6 separate regions of the Mus musculus genome follow, and all the other regions are linked to region 5. The links are chromatin contacts, called in public Hi-C, HiChIP or PLAC-seq and Micro-C maps. All regions are on one chromosome and are shown on one strand. The core of a region is the stretch at or near the end of the contact, and the rest is flanking DNA. Distances in the headings are between cores, read along the strand shown.

Region 1 (2,700 bases), core at 88-2,587, 760 kb before region 5:
AGCTGTATTACTTCTCTTCACATAGAGTAACATTCATGTGTATATATGTATACATATATGTATAAATATGTGTATATGACATGTACACACAAACACAAAATGCATATTTATAATAAACAGTTTTATATTGAGAATTGGTTTATAATATTGAACATAGACATGTGACAGATTATTTGAATTTGCACTGACTTAGAACATGTAATTTCAGTCTTTACAATCAGCTTGAGTTTCCAGTTCTGCAGGTAAGGATTTTATTTTGGAGAATGTGGTTGGTGAGTTTGTGCATGGTATGACATGAAAAATACAACTATCATCATTCTACAATAGGAAACATAGTGATAGTCATTTATTTACCTGTATATCAGGAGTAACCAGAAAAAGTGAAGTGATTATAAAGGTAAAATGTGAAGAGGTAAGATTTAAATCAAATGATGCCCCTTTTTATGATGGTACATCATTTCCTGTACCCAACATGTTCAAAAGGCATCTCTGTTTTGCTAACATACATTTGTCTTCAAATGTCTTTTCATCATTGATATTTCCAAATTCACTTGAGAAAATTGAAAACTATTTTCTACCTGAGATATCAAAACAATGTACACATAATCATTTGACTAACAAACATAGGGACAACCTAACTCTTTTAATTAAGAAATAAAACTCTCTTATGAATAATTGAGAGCTTGAAAAAGAGCTACCATTATCCAAAGCTGTGTTTTACACTTCATTATAAATTGTCAAATGGTTATTAATAAGAATTAATGTATTCACTTTCCTCGCAACATTTGCTTCATCAATTGTTGTTTCAGCAAACACTTTATCACAAGATGAAAATTCTCTGATGATGGTCTACAAGGTGCATAATCAAAACAAGATCCACCAATGATACATTATTTGCTAAGATGACATTTCATAGGAAGACTCTATTAAAAAGCAATCTAGAAAACTTAGTGAGTTTTAATTTATAACCACAAAACATCATGTGTTCTTATATCTGAATAACTAAAACCGTTTCTGCATTGATATGCACTGTACATAGACTGCTTTGGAACAAGGGGATACAAGCCCGAGGAATTTACCTTCCAGATAACACACAAGCACGATATAAACTTACACCAAAGCCTCAGGCTGGCATTCATGAACATTCTGTATTAAATGCCAAAGTATAATCACTGGACCATTCCAATATAGTAATGAAACGAGAGCTCTCAAGAGCACCTGGTACTGCTTATCACAATAATACAACTAAAAAGGCACAGTGCCACATCCTACAGGGAAAGGCTTTTCTACTGTTTACCACCACTCTGGCTCTGGAATCATTAATGTAACACCTGCAGTGTGCAATGTCTTTAAAATCAAGCTTGGTTCTCCCCTCTCTATGCTGATGACAGACAAGAAAGGGCCCTCAGTTTGGCTGCCAAGGCTCTTCCTTGGATACTTAACATGTGTCCCCTCTCTATTCTTTGTTTGATCCCCTTTAACCAGATATAGTTTTGTTTCACTATAGAATCATATCAGACAAGTTAAGCTTCTTAGAATTCTTATGACTCAAGCAACAACTAGCTATAGCATTAGTGTTCTAATTTTTATTCTGCTTATTAGACAAAGTCTCAGTTCTTAAAAATTTCAATTTTAATATGTATTTGGTGGAACAAAATAAATTTCTGACATGTATTTTTAAAATATTTTAGAGATAGAAAGATTAAATTGTGCTCATTCTCAAAGAAAAAGGTGCATTGTTTGTCATTTTAGATAAAATTAAATAGAATTATGATTTATGAATGAATGTACTATCACTCATAAAATTACCTATCAAAAGAACAAAAAATTATATCAAGGACTTAATATAAAATATAATTTTAAAATTTCAACGAAGCTATGAATGTTGCTTTTTTAAAGTAAAAATAACCTCTTCAAAAACATAAAACATTCATATTATCACATAAATAGATTTAAATGTGCATTTCTTAATTTTAAATGCAGAATAATATAAGTTTTTTAACACAGCAAAATGAAAAATATTTAAATGCATAGATTCTTCTGATATAACCTTGAAATTGATATTCAAGAACAAGCTTTGTTCACTCATGGAACTCAATACTGCTACAACATAAAGCAGTAAGCCTAGAAGGTAGGGAAACAATATTTTCAATTTCTTAAAGCATGTTCATATTCATGCTTTCCAAAACAGTCACTTCACACATAAATTATATCAGAAATGCAGGACTGTTCAAACTGTCACAAACTAATTCTGTTTAATCAATAGACAACCTCGTTGGTAGAATGCCTGCTAGAATGGTACAGCACTTTTTCAACTAATAAAGAACAAGACATAATAAAATCTAGTGTTAAATATTCAATGTGAGTGAGTCTGATTCAGACATTAAGGAGAAAGAGAGAACATAGACATACAAAGCAGTCAGTGTCCTTTGGTCCTGAGCAGCCTCCAGCACATTCTCGATGGCAGCAGTCACTAACGTAGGGTCCATAGCACCTGCCATCACATTGTTCAGCACACACAGTTCTGGTCACTGTAGAAAACAAAGATGAGGCCTTAACCAAAGCCATCCACTGACAGAATTAAATTTTTAATAACAATACATGTTCTTGGATAACTAGTAATGACTAAATCAGAAAAAAAAACATTTAATTAATTAAGTCTGTAATTAGGAGTACGAAGTTGTATAAGTGTGTGTGCAA
Region 2 (2,700 bases), core at 71-2,570, 820 kb before region 5:
AGTGAATCAAAATCTCTCATTTAGTCCTCTAAAACTTCAGCCCAACTGTTTACTAATTTAGTCCGTGGTAACTAAGAAAGAATTTGAGTGATAAAATGGAACCATGGCAGATGTTACCTAGCGTGTTGTGGTAAAGTGGAATGGCCCGTCCATGGGTAGTAAATGCAGTCATGACTAGTGGGACCGTTACACCTGCAAGCAATTGCAGAACAGAAAACATCATTCTCCATCCACAGTGGCATGCACACACATGCACCAGTGCTCACGCATGGAGCCTTGGAGGAAGAACATGAGAAGAAAGCACACCCAGTACCTATCCGTCAGGCCGATGCAGTCTTCAATGCTTGAACCTATGCACCTGCAGAGATGCAAAGTCAAAAGAAATACAAGAAAAGAGACGTCAGTCATGAAGACAAACAGAGAAGAACCAGTGAGACAAGTACTGGATGCGCCACATTCTTGTTGGAATCATTAGGCAGTTTCTAGAACAGTATACTTTTAGAAACTGAGAGGAAATCACTTCCTAGCAGAAACACAGAAGTGAGTTGAAATAACCACTCAAGTCCAATGCCAGAAAGCATGGAGATAGTAAAGGGAAGTTTACCTGCTCCCATGGATAACTTGCACATGCATTGGTCTTTCCTGAAACATTCGACTCATTTACATCTTTCATTTCTATGCACAGCTATGTTAATTACTTGATAGTTTAATGACTATGGCTATTTTCATGTATAACATTTCTCTTAAAACACCATTGGGCTTATGCAAAATCCCCCCCCAAATCAATAAAAAGGCAATGAACAATTAATTGTAGTGGAGTAGCCTTATGCTTGATGCTCATTAAAGAGGATCTTGGCAGAAAATAAGTTTATATATTTTAATGCAATTCCCATGGATAATTTTTATAATCAGATTATTTAAATCCTTGGTTATGAATCTCTTTAAACTATTTTTTGTCATTAAATGCGGATTTATTTAAAAATCAAATGAATTGATTTGGCTTTTTTGCAATATGTCGTGACCACTGTTAAGTAGCAGAAATATGATCTGTAAAGAGAAACTTTTGATAACTGTTATAATATTGAACTCAAAAGCAAATACTCTGTAGTAAACAAATAACTTTACATAGAGGTAGCTGAAGAATCAACCAAGATGAGTATTTGCTGGTTTTATTTAACTACACAGAACTCTAATTTGTTTGTTAATATAAAGTATGCATGTTTCCCAAGCTCTCAGGTTTAAAATATGAAAAAAGAGCTGTAGGCACCCACAGATGTGGCCAGACTATAGGCAGCTTCTGTAACTGATGCCAGATGTTAGCAAGCTAACAGAATTCATTTGTTAACCACAAGTCACCACCTCTCCCGTTCATCATATACTCTCTTACAGATATTCTACTAGGTAGAAAATCAGTTTGCTCTTTTTCTGCAGTTTTATTTGTTTGCTTGTTTTCTGTTTTTGTTTTGGTCTTTCTTTGAGGGTCAGCTTTGAGCAGGACAAGTAAATCTTAACCTGCAAAAATGGTGACAAAAATAGATTAGATAAAATAAAGAGAAGCAGCTAGAGCACACATCAGTGGCCAGGCGCCATCCATTAGATCTATGCAAAACAATTGAAATTGGAAAACAAACTACTACAAAACCCCTAAACTTGTCTCATATGGTTTTCTTTTATTCTGTTCTAAAGAACCATTTTTTATGTGTTCCCATGTTATCATCTTCAAAATGTTATTTTTATGATAGTACTGCCATTTTGTAAAATTAACAGTCTACTTCTTATATCCAAGTGAGAGTCTGAAAATCTGTACTTTGTGTGTAATCTTTATAATGATCCTTGAAAGATTAAAAAAAAATCTTTCAACAATGAATGAGATTCTGTTTGAGGAGAGGGTGTGGATAATGAAATATCTTCATTCATCCAATAAACCTGTGTGATGAGCCTACTAACGTGCTTGTAACCTTTCAGGAGCTGCAGGGAGAGATGAGATAAATTACACACTTTTCCACTTATTTCCATTGAGCTCACAGTTTGAAGATGACAGATGGCATGAGCAGACGTTTATGGTATATTTCTGTAAATATAATATGGTGGATGGACACCAGAATGTCATTTTAGTAGGTCATGGTCACCATGTGGAAAGAGTCAGCAAGCTGTAGTTTGATATACTGAGAGTTACGGCTGGGATATCAGTGAGTGTTAGGGAGTCCAGACGAAGAAAAGCAGAAGCATAGTGTGAAAGCAAGAAGTACTCTGAACAACAAATGTGAACAGAAGGGGAGTGTAACAGCAGGCACAGGGAGAGGAGAAAGACAATGGATCTTAGGGGCCGGATTTGGAGGGACTTAACTTAGTAGACAAGGGAGAGCTGTTGGATAGTTTGAAAAATGCCAGGTCTGTCTCTTGGTTTTTTGCTTCTGACAGATGGCTGAAAAAATTTGTTAAATCTACATAAGGAAACTTTTTGTTTCTATCATAGGGACCAAAACTGTATAACTTTCAGGAAAATATGTGCAACCAGAAGTTAACTTATGAAAGGATTTAGCCAACTTCAGCAAAACAAATATTTTAATTTTTCTCTCATCTGTGTTTACTAAACACTAACTATATAAAATCACAGAAACACACACACACATACACACACATGACCCAGAAGAAGTGTAACTATCTAGGGGAAGAGAGAGGACCAGCAGGATGAGGATT
Region 3 (2,700 bases), core at 97-2,596, 580 kb after region 5:
TTCATCATGTTCTAATGGGGGGGGGGGGGGGGCACAGAGAACAAACAAAACATAAGAAAACAAAACAAAACAAAACTACTTAGTACTAGACTGTATCCCAAAGACTTTTGCGGCAGTTGGCCAACTCTGGCTTGTACTGACGTTTTAGCCCACCCCAAATCCTGTGTGAGCACCTGTTCCACGTACCCTAATTTCCTGCCAGACTATGGCCGGAGACAATGCCAAGCCTACTTGAGACATTCGGAGTTCCAACAAGTCAGAAACTTTTGGCTGTGCACGAGGGGAGGGGAGGATTTTCCTCTCCCCAAGTGTGAGGAATGATTTTCATGCATCAATAACACAAATACTTTTGTATCCCCAGAAACAAAAGTAAATTGCATGAGACAACACCCCCTAGCTTTGATTCACATCATAAGAAGATCGATAATCTAACTGTATTCTTTGAGGGAAAAAGTTACAGAATTGACAAGTCCTGAAAAAGATTTTTACTTATTTTTCCCCCCTTTGGCCCAGGTCCTTTTTGCCTTTAGTTTCAAAACTCTCAAAGCACCAGCAGCTAAATTATTCACAATGAGCCATTTCTGTATTGATCGCCAAGTATATTTAGCCCTAGCTCCTGGAATTTCTCCATTACTTACTGGAAAACAGGCAGCTTCACTTCTTGTCTCCAAAACCACTTCCCTTCTCCCTCCCCTCCCCTTCACCACCAGCCTCCCTACCCCCCTCCCGCCCCCCAAAAACTTTTCTTTCTTTCTTTATGGAATAATCAGATCAAATTCCCAGTCACTACATAGCAGTTAAATTCCGACCTGCTCTACTCTTATCAAATTCTTTCAATTAGGTTACGTAAGGTTTGAAAGAAAGGGACCCGGAAAGTTTTAAAGGGGAGCAGTTTCTACCGAGAGCTTACAAATGAGTCTATCTCTTTAAAAATGTACACATTTAACACACATACTAAAAAGAAGCGTCAGTTAGAAGCAAAAGAAGTCTGCGCCAACAGTGAAAGGGTTATTAAACCCTCAGTGAAGGAAAAGGAAGAAAAAGGAAGAAAAAGGAGAAAGAGAAACAAAATGTACATACAAAAGAAATTGTCCTCTGATTAAAAAACAGTCATCACCATTTCCAGCTCTGTCGGGAGCTCCCAGCTTCTTCTAACCCCTCAAGGAGGAGGTGACAATGTCGGGCTGAAGAGAAACGGAGAAAGAAAGAAAGAAAGAAAGAAGTTTTTTGTGTCCCCCCCCCCTTCCCTCCCTGCCCCCTCCAGGCAAAGCCCCCTGCAGAGTTGAAGCCGAGGAGGAGGGAAAGCACTTTACAGGTGGGTCATTCCAAGACCGAATCCAGCAAACAGATCGGCTGATAAACAAAACCAAGAAATGAGAGAGAAGGAACACTCCCCCCCAACCTCCTCCTCCTCCTCCTCCTTCTCCTCCTCCTCGTCCTCCTCCTCCCCCGCCCCCGCCCCCTCGTCCCTTTGGGATGGTCTAGTAGGAAAAGTCACTCAGGAATGGCACCACGTACTTTCAGGAAAGAGGAAAAAAAAAAAAAAAAAAAAAAAGACAGGGAGGGAGGGAGAGAAAGAGAGAGAGGTCAGTGCTACAGCAATGCGATTAACGAGAAGAGAAAAAACTTGATCCACCGGTTCCTTAAGAATCGACCAAAAGCTAAGACAAGAAAACTGAAAGAAAAAGGGGAGGGGGGGTACGAGGGGAGGGACAGTCAGGCAGAACCCAGCAAGGAACCTAGGCCAACTTCACAGGACTGTTTTGTGGCCTCTGGCAAAATAGGAAAAAAAGAAAAAGAAAAAGAAATTAAATCTTCATTCCATCTCCTTCGTCCATACCAGAACCTGTCAAAGCGATTTAACTGTTGCTGTTATACATGTGTCACACCAGATTTTTATTATTATTTTTGTTTTGTTTTGTTTTCAATCTCAACAGTATAATAGCCTCTATCCAGACAGCTGCAATCTATGCCAGGTTATCCAATCTTTCTTCTTGGAATTCAAGTTAAAACAAAGCAAAAACAAGTCCAAATCCATGACAGCTATAAAGATGAGAACTGATTAGTCCATTAACATCCCAGAAGCAGATTACAAGGAGGGGACGATACATTAAGGCAAAGGACATCATCTTCAACGAAATTCCCTGAGCGTCCTTAACAGAGATCATTTCCCTAATCAGAGCCACAACCCATCCCTCCCCAAAGAAAAGCGTCTATATTATTATTATCCCTGGTTAACAGCAACAAGTCATTCGATCACACCACACTGTTAAACAAGATTCCATATCATTACACTTAACTTTGAAAACACTCCCCCTCCCCAACCCCTTTGCAAACCATACACAAATTGATAGATAATCTATGAATCAGAAGACAAATAAAACAAGAGCTGTTCTTCCCCACGCAAAAAGCCAAGCGGAGATTTACCTCAGCAGTGCATGCAGTAAAATAATCCCATCACCCTTTTGTTTGTGTTTACTGTTAGTGTGTCCTCTCCCTCTCTCTCTTTCTTTCTTTCCTGTGCCTAACGTGTGTTTGTGCACTGCAGTTGGTGGTGGAAACTAAGGCAGTGGATCTGTAGCTAAGGGTAATCCTGTTTTTACTTCCTCCATCTTCAGCGAGGAGCAGGGTTAGCCCGGGACAGCTGGTCAAACCCCGAGAAACCGATCCGGCGGAGCCCGAGCACATCTCCCCCGCCGG
Region 4 (2,700 bases), core at 101-2,600, 930 kb before region 5:
TTATTAGATATTTTCTTTATTTACATTTCAAATGCTATCCCATTTCCTAGTTTCCTCTCCAAATATTCCCTATACCCTCCCCCTGCCCTGCTCCCCAATCCACCCACTCCAGCTTCCTGGACCTAGCATTCCCTTGTACTGGTCAGCCTACTTTCTACTTTTATTTCAGAGAACAAAATTCTTATTGGCTGAATGTTATAATCTAGATATCTTCTAAAGTGCTTTAACATGAAAAAATATTGTGCTTAATTATTAGCAATGCATAACTTGGCCTTTTCTATTCAATTCATTTGTATATAACAAAATAACAGTGGCCTAATAAATATGGACTAAAGTCTTTGACCATGGGCACCATAAAATCTATACTTGACAAATGGAGCCAATATGGCCAAATATCTAAGTGATTCATAAAGGGAAGGCTTTTGATTGTATTATCTTTTCTATGATTCTATGTAAACTGAATTTAAATATCAATGTGAAATTCCAGTAATGATTACTTCAAGCAGATTATGTGTTTCTGCAGGAAAGGTGCATGTGGAAGAGTATGCTACAGTTTGTTCTCACCTGCCCCTTTCCAAATAGTTTTTAAAATTTAAATACATTGAAGAATAGAAGATCTTTGCTATCAGTGGCATTGATATAAGCAATTATGTTTGGCCCTTCCCTTTTTTGTGCAATGCAATAGTAACATTGTGTAATGCAGGGTGGGTCTTGTGGTTCTTTTTGTTTTGTTTTGGTTTGGTTTGTTTGTTTGTTTGTTTGTTTTTCTTGTAGTACTTGACAGATTCACAGATCTATTTACAGTTTGATTTAATTCTAAGGATAAATAGAGATGGGACATTCCATATACTAGTGATTAGTTGGGCAAACTCAATAGAAAGGGATTTTTGTCTTTCTCCTCTCTAAAAAGCATCACTGTTTTTACACTAGGCACAGAAATTTCTTTAAACATCTCATTTGCCTATTAACTTCGCAGGCAATCCACACAAATTTTCATAAGCTTGACATCTTCTTAAAGGGCATCATTACGTTTTGGCCTCTGATGATAGTCATCATGATCTGAAATGTCCACTGGCAAGCCGTATCTTTGACATTTATTATCCAATCCTTAGTGGTCTCTTAACCATAGTCATAAGGGATGCTTTGTAATGGTAGTAATATTAATTGCTGCCATTATCTTGCCTCTCATGTTAAATTTTGGGTCAAATGATTGGTCTAAGTCTAAATGAGCAGTCGGGGATGAAAAGGACAAAGGAGTAGGAGGAAAATACATGAGGAGCCTGAGCCCTGCTGCATACTGAGAGGTAATTTACACAAATAGGCTAGACGAAAACAGATGGGAAGAGGGAAAGTAGGAGAGGGGTGACTAATGACACCTGACTGCCAAATGACCCTGTGGGTTTGAACGCTGGCAGGGCACCTCAAACTGTGCCAGCAGCCACTTGGAACTGCCTGGTTTTCACTCACATTGCATTTAACAGACCAACCTTGGTCTATCTATTGTTACCATCACCAGGGAAATTTACACCATGTCCAATCATGCTCTAGAAAATACACTTTCTAACTGGGCTCTCTCTTCTTTGAGAGGCTGTGTGTTACTGAACAGTTCATGAGTTTATTGTTACAGAGCCTTTGCTTCCAACAGGGAAAATTTGACACGTTTGTTCTTTTAAGTGCCTCTTTTGTAAACCTATAGTATGTGCAGCCTTTTGTGGCTTAATAAGAGCAGTGACGGAAAGAAGAAATTACTTATTCTGAGAATATAACCATATTATTAAATACTTTGCTCATGGTAAAATATGTTTGATCCTGACAGGTGTGGCATTCTTAGAGCTATATAAAGTGGACTCCTACCAGGGTCCCATTCTCTCTCCCACTTTTAAGCTTTAATCTCTTTACAAATGCAAAATAAGTGTCCTCTGCTGTGCACTCAGGGCTTGGAATAAAAGACTTTAGGCTACTGATTACATTGCCAATGAGCTATTACAGGTAAAAATAAAACACTCTTAGCCTGTCTGTGTGCTTCAGCTTCTAATCTCTAAAATGGGAATGTGTTTCTGTTATGCTGCTCTAAAGTAGGCTTTAGAAATGGTGTGTTTGCACAGGAACTACAAAGCATGAGTGGTTGAATCCCATGGATCTGTTCTGAGTTTATATCCAGAAAGATAGAAGACATAAAATAACAAAGACTGACCATGTTCATGAGGCCAGGAGATGGAATGCTCTCAGTTGGGGCAGCAGACAGCCATCATGCTAGTTCTTGAGGAAGAGGCAAGTTCTCAGGTAGGAAAGAAAGACCTTGATATGCCCTTGAGGAAGCCTCTTTCTTTGGGCCATGGGAGGATCAATGTGGAAGTTTGTTATGATAATACACGGATAAGTAAACACCATTTATGGATTGGAAAAGATCTACATGTGTTACTGAACCTGCACGTCACTTGTTTTATTATATTTAAGGCAAATCAAATTATATTGGAAAAGTGATAGGAAATGCACACTATACTTCATCCTCCTAAAATACGTAATGATAAAGAATAATTATTTTGTCATTTAAAATAATTCTTCTCTTATACATTGCTCTCTTAGCACCTTACAGAAGAGATTAATGTCGACCAAAAGAAAAATAACCATGTTGCGGCTTGAGTCAGAACTGCCTGACATAGGCTCATGTGTCTGAGTATGTTGTCCTCATATTGTGGA
Region 5 (2,700 bases), core at 77-2,576:
ACCCCAAGTTGCACTACTGGAAGAACTCTTCCCAGAGCCAAGTCCAGCATGGGGAGGGAAGGCCGAGCTCTGGACTCAGTATGCCAGGCTCTTTTAGAGAGAGAGAGAGAGAGAGAGAGAGAGAGAGAGAGAGAGAGAGAGAGAGAGAGAGAGAGAGAGAGAGAGAGAGAGAGAGAGAGATCATGCTGGCTGAAGAGTCGCACGCCCAACACACACACACACACACACCCTCTTTCTCGCCCCAAGTCAATCTCAAGACAGCCTAGAGATGCCAACTAAGAAGGCCCAGAGTCCCTGGCCCCCGGCCGAGGCGCGCACCCGGTGCGCTCCAGCTGCCCGGATAGGGCTGGGCGTCCGGTGTGACCCCGCAGGCTACTGGAGACTCGGGCCAGGGACCCTGCGCCAGCATGCTCAGGTGCCAAGCCCGGCTCCCCGGCCGCGCTCCGCCGCAGCCCTGCACCCCGGGGAAGGCCAGCCAGGCTCAGCTCAGGAACCTCCTGGCAGCCCGAAGAGGTGCAGCGATTCTCCGGTTTGGTTTGATTCCCCCCCCCCCCCTTCCCAGCTCGAGAAGGAGGGAACCTCCACTGACGGGCTCAGGTCTCCCACGCCCCGAACAACGGGCGCCACCAGAAGCGATCCCGCTTAGGCTCCCAGAAAACGCGCGAGAAAGAAAGAAGGGGGCTAAAGAGAGGGCGAGAGGGGGGACAATAATATAGAGGGTGGCAGGAAAGCGAAGTCATTTGTAGCATCAATTAAAAACACACGCACGCACACACAAAGGTAAGTTTGGGATGGAGCTAGGGGCGACCCAAGGCAGAAGCCCGGTCCCTAGGGTCCCTGGAGCCTAAGGGTGACAGAGGGGCGAGGGAGAAGGGAAACACCGGAGGCAGTGGCGGGTTCAACAGCTGGAGCGCGACCGGGAACCGCGAGACCGCGACCCACCTGACTGAGAAGCGCTGGGCTGGACGGTCCCCGCTGCCATCAGAAGGCTCCCCCAGACCCAGAGTCCCGTCGCCAGCTTCATTTTTGGCAAGTCTCAGATCCCGCGCTGACAATTACATGTCCAAATACCATAGCCACTTGCGAGCACGCGGAGGAGATCTCCCCCCCTCAGCCGGGAGCGCGTGGGGGGCGCAAGGGGGGCGGGCGCGGCGCGCTTGGTGCACGGGCTTCCCGGGGCCGGAGAGCCAGTCGGCGACGGCGGCGGCTTCCAGGACCCGTGGACCCGCGGACCCGGCAAGGGGCCGCGGAGGAGGGCGCGCGGGTGGGAGTGAGCGCGACTGTGCGGCTGGTGCTCCGAGCACAACGTACAGCTAGTTCCCGGAGTGATCCTCCGCTCGCTCGTTCCCTCCTCACTTTCTCGCTCGCTCGCTCGCTCTCCTCACTGGTTGGTCAACAATAAAAAGAAAGAGGGAATAAAGGCTTCCAAAAAAAGTTGATTGCAAAGAGGCGGCGGGGTTCCGGCCTCTCCCCCCAAAACCGGGCTATGTTCAGCTCTCTCTTCAGTCTCCTTGCACCTCCTGTCCAAATCTGGAGGGAAAAGGAGGGGGTGTTGCTTCTTTGCTTCTCCCCGATCCTGTCCCCCTTTTTTTCCACTGTCAGCTTTCCTCACACTTGTCCAGCCATTGCAGTAATTAAAGCTCCGAACGTCATTTCCAACGCTCCGCGGTCTCCAGCCGCAGCCCCACAGAGAAATTAATAAGAGTCAGAAGAAAGATTTTTGAAAAAGAAAAGAAAAGAAAAGAAAGAAAAAAAAGAGGGGAGTGGGGGGTGGGAATCAAACAACCCTCCACACAACCAGCCAGGCTTTCCTCCGCTGCGCAAGCCCCGCCCCTGCTCTGACCCATGTAGCCACGCCCTCCCCCTAAGGAGAAATCTTATTGGCTCAGACACTCCCCAAAATCCTCTGCCTCTAGAGTTGGAAAAACACCTGTCAGACAGTGGGAGCAGCAGGGTCATGGTAGGAGCTTGGGGAAGCAGGATCTGAGAAGCTCAGTGGAGACCACTGTCTGAAACGCTCCCCTTGGGGCTGCCCCGGCAGAGGCCCTGGACAGCTGGCCCGCTGAGTAGTCAGTCCACCAGAAGGAATGCTTGCTGAACGAATTTTTTGACACAAGAACAGGGCATTTTCTTTATTGCTCCAAGGTGTCAGTCCATACACAGAACCTTCCCTAGAAATAGAAAGTCAACGTTGCTTTGGGAATAAAATATCTTTGTCCCTCGCCATCACCCAGAATATTCCATACTTAGCATACTTAGTACTTTAGAATGGATATTGTAGGTAGCTGGTAGCCTCGCAGGTAAGATGAAATCTTCCAATAGTTTTTTTTTTCCAAATAAGCCATCTCTCCCACCTTCCCAAGATGACATTGGGCCAAACTTAAAAATCCATATTTGTGAAACCACATTCTTTGATTCTGAAATTATGCAAACTCTCTCGTCTGTGCTGTTCGGTCTGAAGGTGTTTAGGAGGTGAGATCTTAGCTGACCTTCGAGCCGTTAGGGCCACGCCATAGCAGGGCCAGCTTGAGGCCCTGCACTTGCCCTCTTTGCAGGGTGTGTGCTTCCAAGGTCATCAACCGCTGTACGACTAAGTTTCTCTAAGTCTAAAATGCCCTGGAAGGGATTACTGTAGTCTGAGAGGCCACAGGTCTAAAACTGCTCTATGCTGGGGCCAGAACCTGTAGTGAGTCAGAGGAT
Region 6 (2,761 bases), core at 99-2,598, 970 kb before region 5:
CCTGATTCTAAGTTGATCTTATCCCACTTAAAATTCTGAAAGACCTTGCAAGTACCTTCAATTCTATAGCCATGTTGACTCAAAGAAAATCACAAGAGAAGTGGCATTAGTAACTTCCATTTGTTTATCATCTGCCACTCCAGTTCAAGGTAGGAAAATGAGATTAACTTCCTAGTACTGCTTCTCTTTTGATATGAAAAAAGTAATGTGTATGTCTGGAACTCAGGTTTACTTTGTTGTCTAACCTTATTTCAGCTATTTATGATCACTATATATGACACTGTGGAAGTTATATAAATCTCTCAACTATCAGTTTTTCTCCTATTTAAAAAAGGAATGGTATTAACATCTGAGCCACAGATACATTTATTGAGATTAAAAATAAAACACCTACCTAATGTGAATTGGTATGTGAAATTTAAAAGAAAATATTTTCAAAAATAAAGTTATATGTTCTTCCTCCTTTGGTTGATAAGTCATTGTAGCTCCCATTTTCTTTTTAGAACCTAACAAATACATCAGCAAACACATTCCTAAGGTAATCAATTTATCTTTTCTGTAGACTGTACTTGATGAGGACTTGAGGACTTAGATAAATTGGCAAAGTGTTTGCTTCCAAGAACAAAGTCCTGCATTTTGTTCTGAGTAACCAGGTATTGTGGTGTACACCTGTCATCTGAGCACTTGGGAAACAGGCAAGAGTGTCCTGAGGCCAGCCTGAATGGCCTGAGACTATGAATAAATTCACACGCCTACACAGACACAAGAATACTTCTTATATCTTTGCTGTTATATTTTAAAATAGGGGGAATTTCACACCATTCAAATGTATCAAATTAGTTCGATAACAAAGATAAATGTAAATATTAATCACAATACCATTATAGCATTTCTTTGATGTCAAAACTTTTCAACTAAGTTTAAAAAAAATGTGTGGAAACATTGGCTTTAGTAGACAAATACTCAAAATATGTCCCTTGGCATAGTGACTTGACATTTAAAATTATTCATTCTAAAAGTCAGAATTTCTGGGAAAACAGATGCTCTTTGTTTTCAGAACAAGTGGTACTGCCATGTGCCCATTAGTCTAGACTTCAAGTATCAGTCACTTGGTACACTGACTCAGACGTTAAGTGAAAGAAAGTGGTGCCTTTAAAGAATTCTCAGAGAAGCATGGCTGGGAGACCACATTATGCCATTACTGTAAATTTCCCTGACAGTAGAGAGGGCTGCAGGGGTTATGGGAAGGGAGAAGATCTGCACAATAGCCACTGGCCAGAGTAATTAGCAGGGGTAATGAAGAGAAAGGAAAAGTGTGTTGGACACTGAAGCCCTGAACTGTCAGCATTATTGTTCTCCAAGGGTTGGGTAGAACAACGCTCTGCTGAGCCTTCAGTAATCGCTATACATGACTACTCATGAGGAGAGTAATTAAGAAATGTCAGTGCTTCTTTGGAAGAAAATTAGCACTCTTACTGCACACAGTGTTTGCCTGGAAGAAACACATTTTGTGGTTGGTGTTGCTACTAGAAAATATTTACAGAATACCATTTGTATTTCAAATAGTTCAAAAGACTTGAGCTAAAAATAATCAAACAGAAAACCAAAAGTGCCAGACCATTCCCTACCCAGCATGCGACCTCTGTTACATATCCAGAGAAATGTTTGGTTCACAGTATAAGCTGTCCTGGGCCTTGTATACAGAGTCTGCTCTCTAGCTGAATCGACACCGAATCATCCTGCTTTATGTCTTTCATATAACACTTACTGGAAATTATTTATATAGGCATTCATTAGTTTATTAGCTCATTTTATTTTAAGCTTCATGGATGAAGAGATACTGTCTTCTTGCTCATTACTGTACAGCGATTGCCTGCAAGATTATCTGAGACGAGTAAATGCTGAATAAATATTTCTTAAAGTCATTGAAGCACAACATTTCATTTAGGAAAAGAATAGTACGATGTCTCACACATACCTCAGGAGGCTAAGTTCACAGTGGGGGAAAAACGTATTTTACTTAAAAAGTAAGTCTGCATATATGAATCATATTTCCTCCCAGAAGTTTGTTCTCACCTTGAAAATGAGAAGTTATCATTTTTTTCCCTGACAGAAGTAAACTCTGAAGGAAATTAAGCCACAGACTTTGCAGAGCAAACGTGTGTGTGCCAGTGTTGTACTGATGAGCCTAATCAAATCACTTTCTCCTGTTCCATTCCAATGTATTTACTCTGCTCTTGGAATTAAGCAGTTGTGTCTATATGACTAATTGTAGCGTTGATTCTCCAATTTGCTCTTTAATCAGATTTCATTAAAGGTAAATATTTATTTCCTCAAATAGTACTCTGTGGCTGAAAAGAAACAAAAGCCAATCTTTAGAATTTCCCAAGTAGAACTTAGCTTGATTCAAGACACAAATAAGATGATTTTTAAGAACAAATAAGGCAATTTTTTCAATTTGAGGAATCAGAATTGGTAATGATTTGGGGGCAAGATTCTTTTCAATGTCATTGAGTGCTTATCAACCATTAATTCTATAAATGGGAAAATGACATTATTTGTAATAACAATTTTTCATTATGACTGCAATAAAATAGTCTAATGCATTGACAACCAGCTGAGTTTTGGTAGCCACAGTATTTGAATTTGGATCTTAGTTCAATTATTTAATGGCTATAAGACCTTTGAGCAGGTGATCCCTTCTCTTTGTGACTCTGGTTTCATTGCAATTAGAATGATGCAAACCTCAAAGCACAGCTAA

Evidence for each region. Hi-C and Micro-C count contacts between places; a contact is called where the count stands out from the background. HiChIP or PLAC-seq counts read pairs in DNA pulled down with a chosen protein or histone mark.
Region 1: a contact with region 5 is called in an H3K4me3 HiChIP or PLAC-seq map of neural progenitor cells, with 27 read pairs. The contact joins the enhancer-like site here to the promoter of Erbb4 in region 5. A contact is called at or near these places in 6 of 39 promoter capture datasets (the C10 cell line, embryonic stem cells, frontonasal cranial neural crest and 3 more), 1 of 484 Hi-C or Micro-C datasets (cerebellar granule neurons), 11 of 115 datasets of contacts at active chromatin or transcription factors (astrocytes, cardiomyocytes, embryonic forebrain and 6 more) and 1 of 9 other capture datasets (embryonic stem cells).
Region 2: an H3K4me3 HiChIP or PLAC-seq map of craniofacial prominence shows a contact between it and region 5, with 5 times the contacts expected there. The contact joins the enhancer-like site here to the promoter of Erbb4 in region 5. A contact is called at or near these places in 7 of 39 promoter capture datasets (the 3T3-L1 cell line, cranial neural crest, frontonasal cranial neural crest and 4 more), 12 of 115 datasets of contacts at active chromatin or transcription factors (VIP interneurons, astrocytes, cardiomyocytes and 8 more) and 1 of 9 other capture datasets (embryonic stem cells).
Region 3: a contact with region 5 is called in a Micro-C map of embryonic stem cells, with 3 times the contacts expected there. The contact joins the promoter of Ikzf2 here to the promoter of Erbb4 in region 5. A contact is called at or near these places in 1 of 39 promoter capture datasets (second pharyngeal arch cranial neural crest), 5 of 484 Hi-C or Micro-C datasets (cardiomyocytes, differentiating embryonic stem cells and embryonic stem cells) and 1 of 115 datasets of contacts at active chromatin or transcription factors (embryonic stem cells).
Region 4: a Hi-C map of cerebellum shows a contact between it and region 5, with 1.7 times the contacts expected there. The contact joins the enhancer-like site here to the promoter of Erbb4 in region 5. A contact is called at or near these places in 9 of 39 promoter capture datasets (the C10 cell line, cranial neural crest, embryonic stem cells and 6 more), 4 of 484 Hi-C or Micro-C datasets (cerebellar granule neurons and cerebellum), 14 of 115 datasets of contacts at active chromatin or transcription factors (SST interneurons, astrocytes, embryonic basal ganglia and 8 more) and 1 of 9 other capture datasets (embryonic stem cells).
Region 6: a contact with region 5 is called in an H3K4me3 HiChIP or PLAC-seq map of embryonic basal ganglia, with 5 times the contacts expected there. The contact joins the enhancer-like site here to the promoter of Erbb4 in region 5. A contact is called at or near these places in 6 of 39 promoter capture datasets (the HPC-7 cell line, cranial neural crest, embryonic stem cells and 3 more), 3 of 484 Hi-C or Micro-C datasets (cumulus cells, nephron progenitors and stem cell-derived neural stem cells), 12 of 115 datasets of contacts at active chromatin or transcription factors (differentiating embryonic stem cells, embryonic basal ganglia, embryonic forebrain and 8 more) and 1 of 9 other capture datasets (embryonic stem cells).

What each region holds. Positions count from the first base shown.
Region 1 is chr1:68,346,889-68,349,588 of GRCm38.p6, forward strand. Erbb4 (erb-b2 receptor tyrosine kinase 4) reads right to left here. Exons shown (of 27, transcript NM_010154.2): 6 at 2,413-2,531. Among named protein-coding and RNA genes, the nearest start is that of Gm51744, 610 kb to the right of the region's middle. Within about 2 kb of position 1,338, at least 6 of the 459 cell types and tissues checked have an H3K27ac peak or open chromatin away from gene starts, as enhancers often do. A contact at or near this core is called in neural progenitor cells, where this site is marked.
Region 2 is chr1:68,290,126-68,292,825 of GRCm38.p6, forward strand. Erbb4 (erb-b2 receptor tyrosine kinase 4) reads right to left here. Exons shown (of 27, transcript NM_010154.2): 16 at 118-192. Among named protein-coding and RNA genes, the nearest start is that of Gm51744, 670 kb to the right of the region's middle. Within about 2 kb of position 1,321, at least 2 of the 459 cell types and tissues checked have an H3K27ac peak or open chromatin away from gene starts, as enhancers often do. A contact at or near this core is called in craniofacial prominence and second pharyngeal arch cranial neural crest, where this site is marked.
Region 3 is chr1:69,684,614-69,687,313 of GRCm38.p6, forward strand. It overlaps Ikzf2 (IKAROS family zinc finger 2), which reads right to left and starts at 1,347. Exons shown (of 8, transcript NM_011770.4): 1 at 1,081-1,347.
Region 4 is chr1:68,177,366-68,180,065 of GRCm38.p6, forward strand. All of the region lies in intron 20 of Erbb4 (erb-b2 receptor tyrosine kinase 4), which reads right to left. Among named protein-coding and RNA genes, the nearest start is that of Gm51744, 780 kb to the right of the region's middle. Within about 2 kb of position 1,351, at least 12 of the 459 cell types and tissues checked have an H3K27ac peak or open chromatin away from gene starts, as enhancers often do. A contact at or near this core is called in cerebellum, neural tube and second pharyngeal arch cranial neural crest, where this site is marked.
Region 5 is chr1:69,106,733-69,109,432 of GRCm38.p6, forward strand. It overlaps Erbb4 (erb-b2 receptor tyrosine kinase 4), which reads right to left and starts at 1,327. Exons shown (of 27, transcript NM_010154.2): 1 at 943-1,327. The coding sequence starts at 1,024.
Region 6 is chr1:68,141,478-68,144,238 of GRCm38.p6, forward strand. All of the region lies in intron 20 of Erbb4 (erb-b2 receptor tyrosine kinase 4), which reads right to left. Among named protein-coding and RNA genes, the nearest start is that of Gm39658, 770 kb to the left of the region's middle. Within about 2 kb of position 1,349, at least 8 of the 459 cell types and tissues checked have an H3K27ac peak or open chromatin away from gene starts, as enhancers often do. A contact at or near this core is called in embryonic basal ganglia and oligodendrocyte precursor cells, where this site is marked.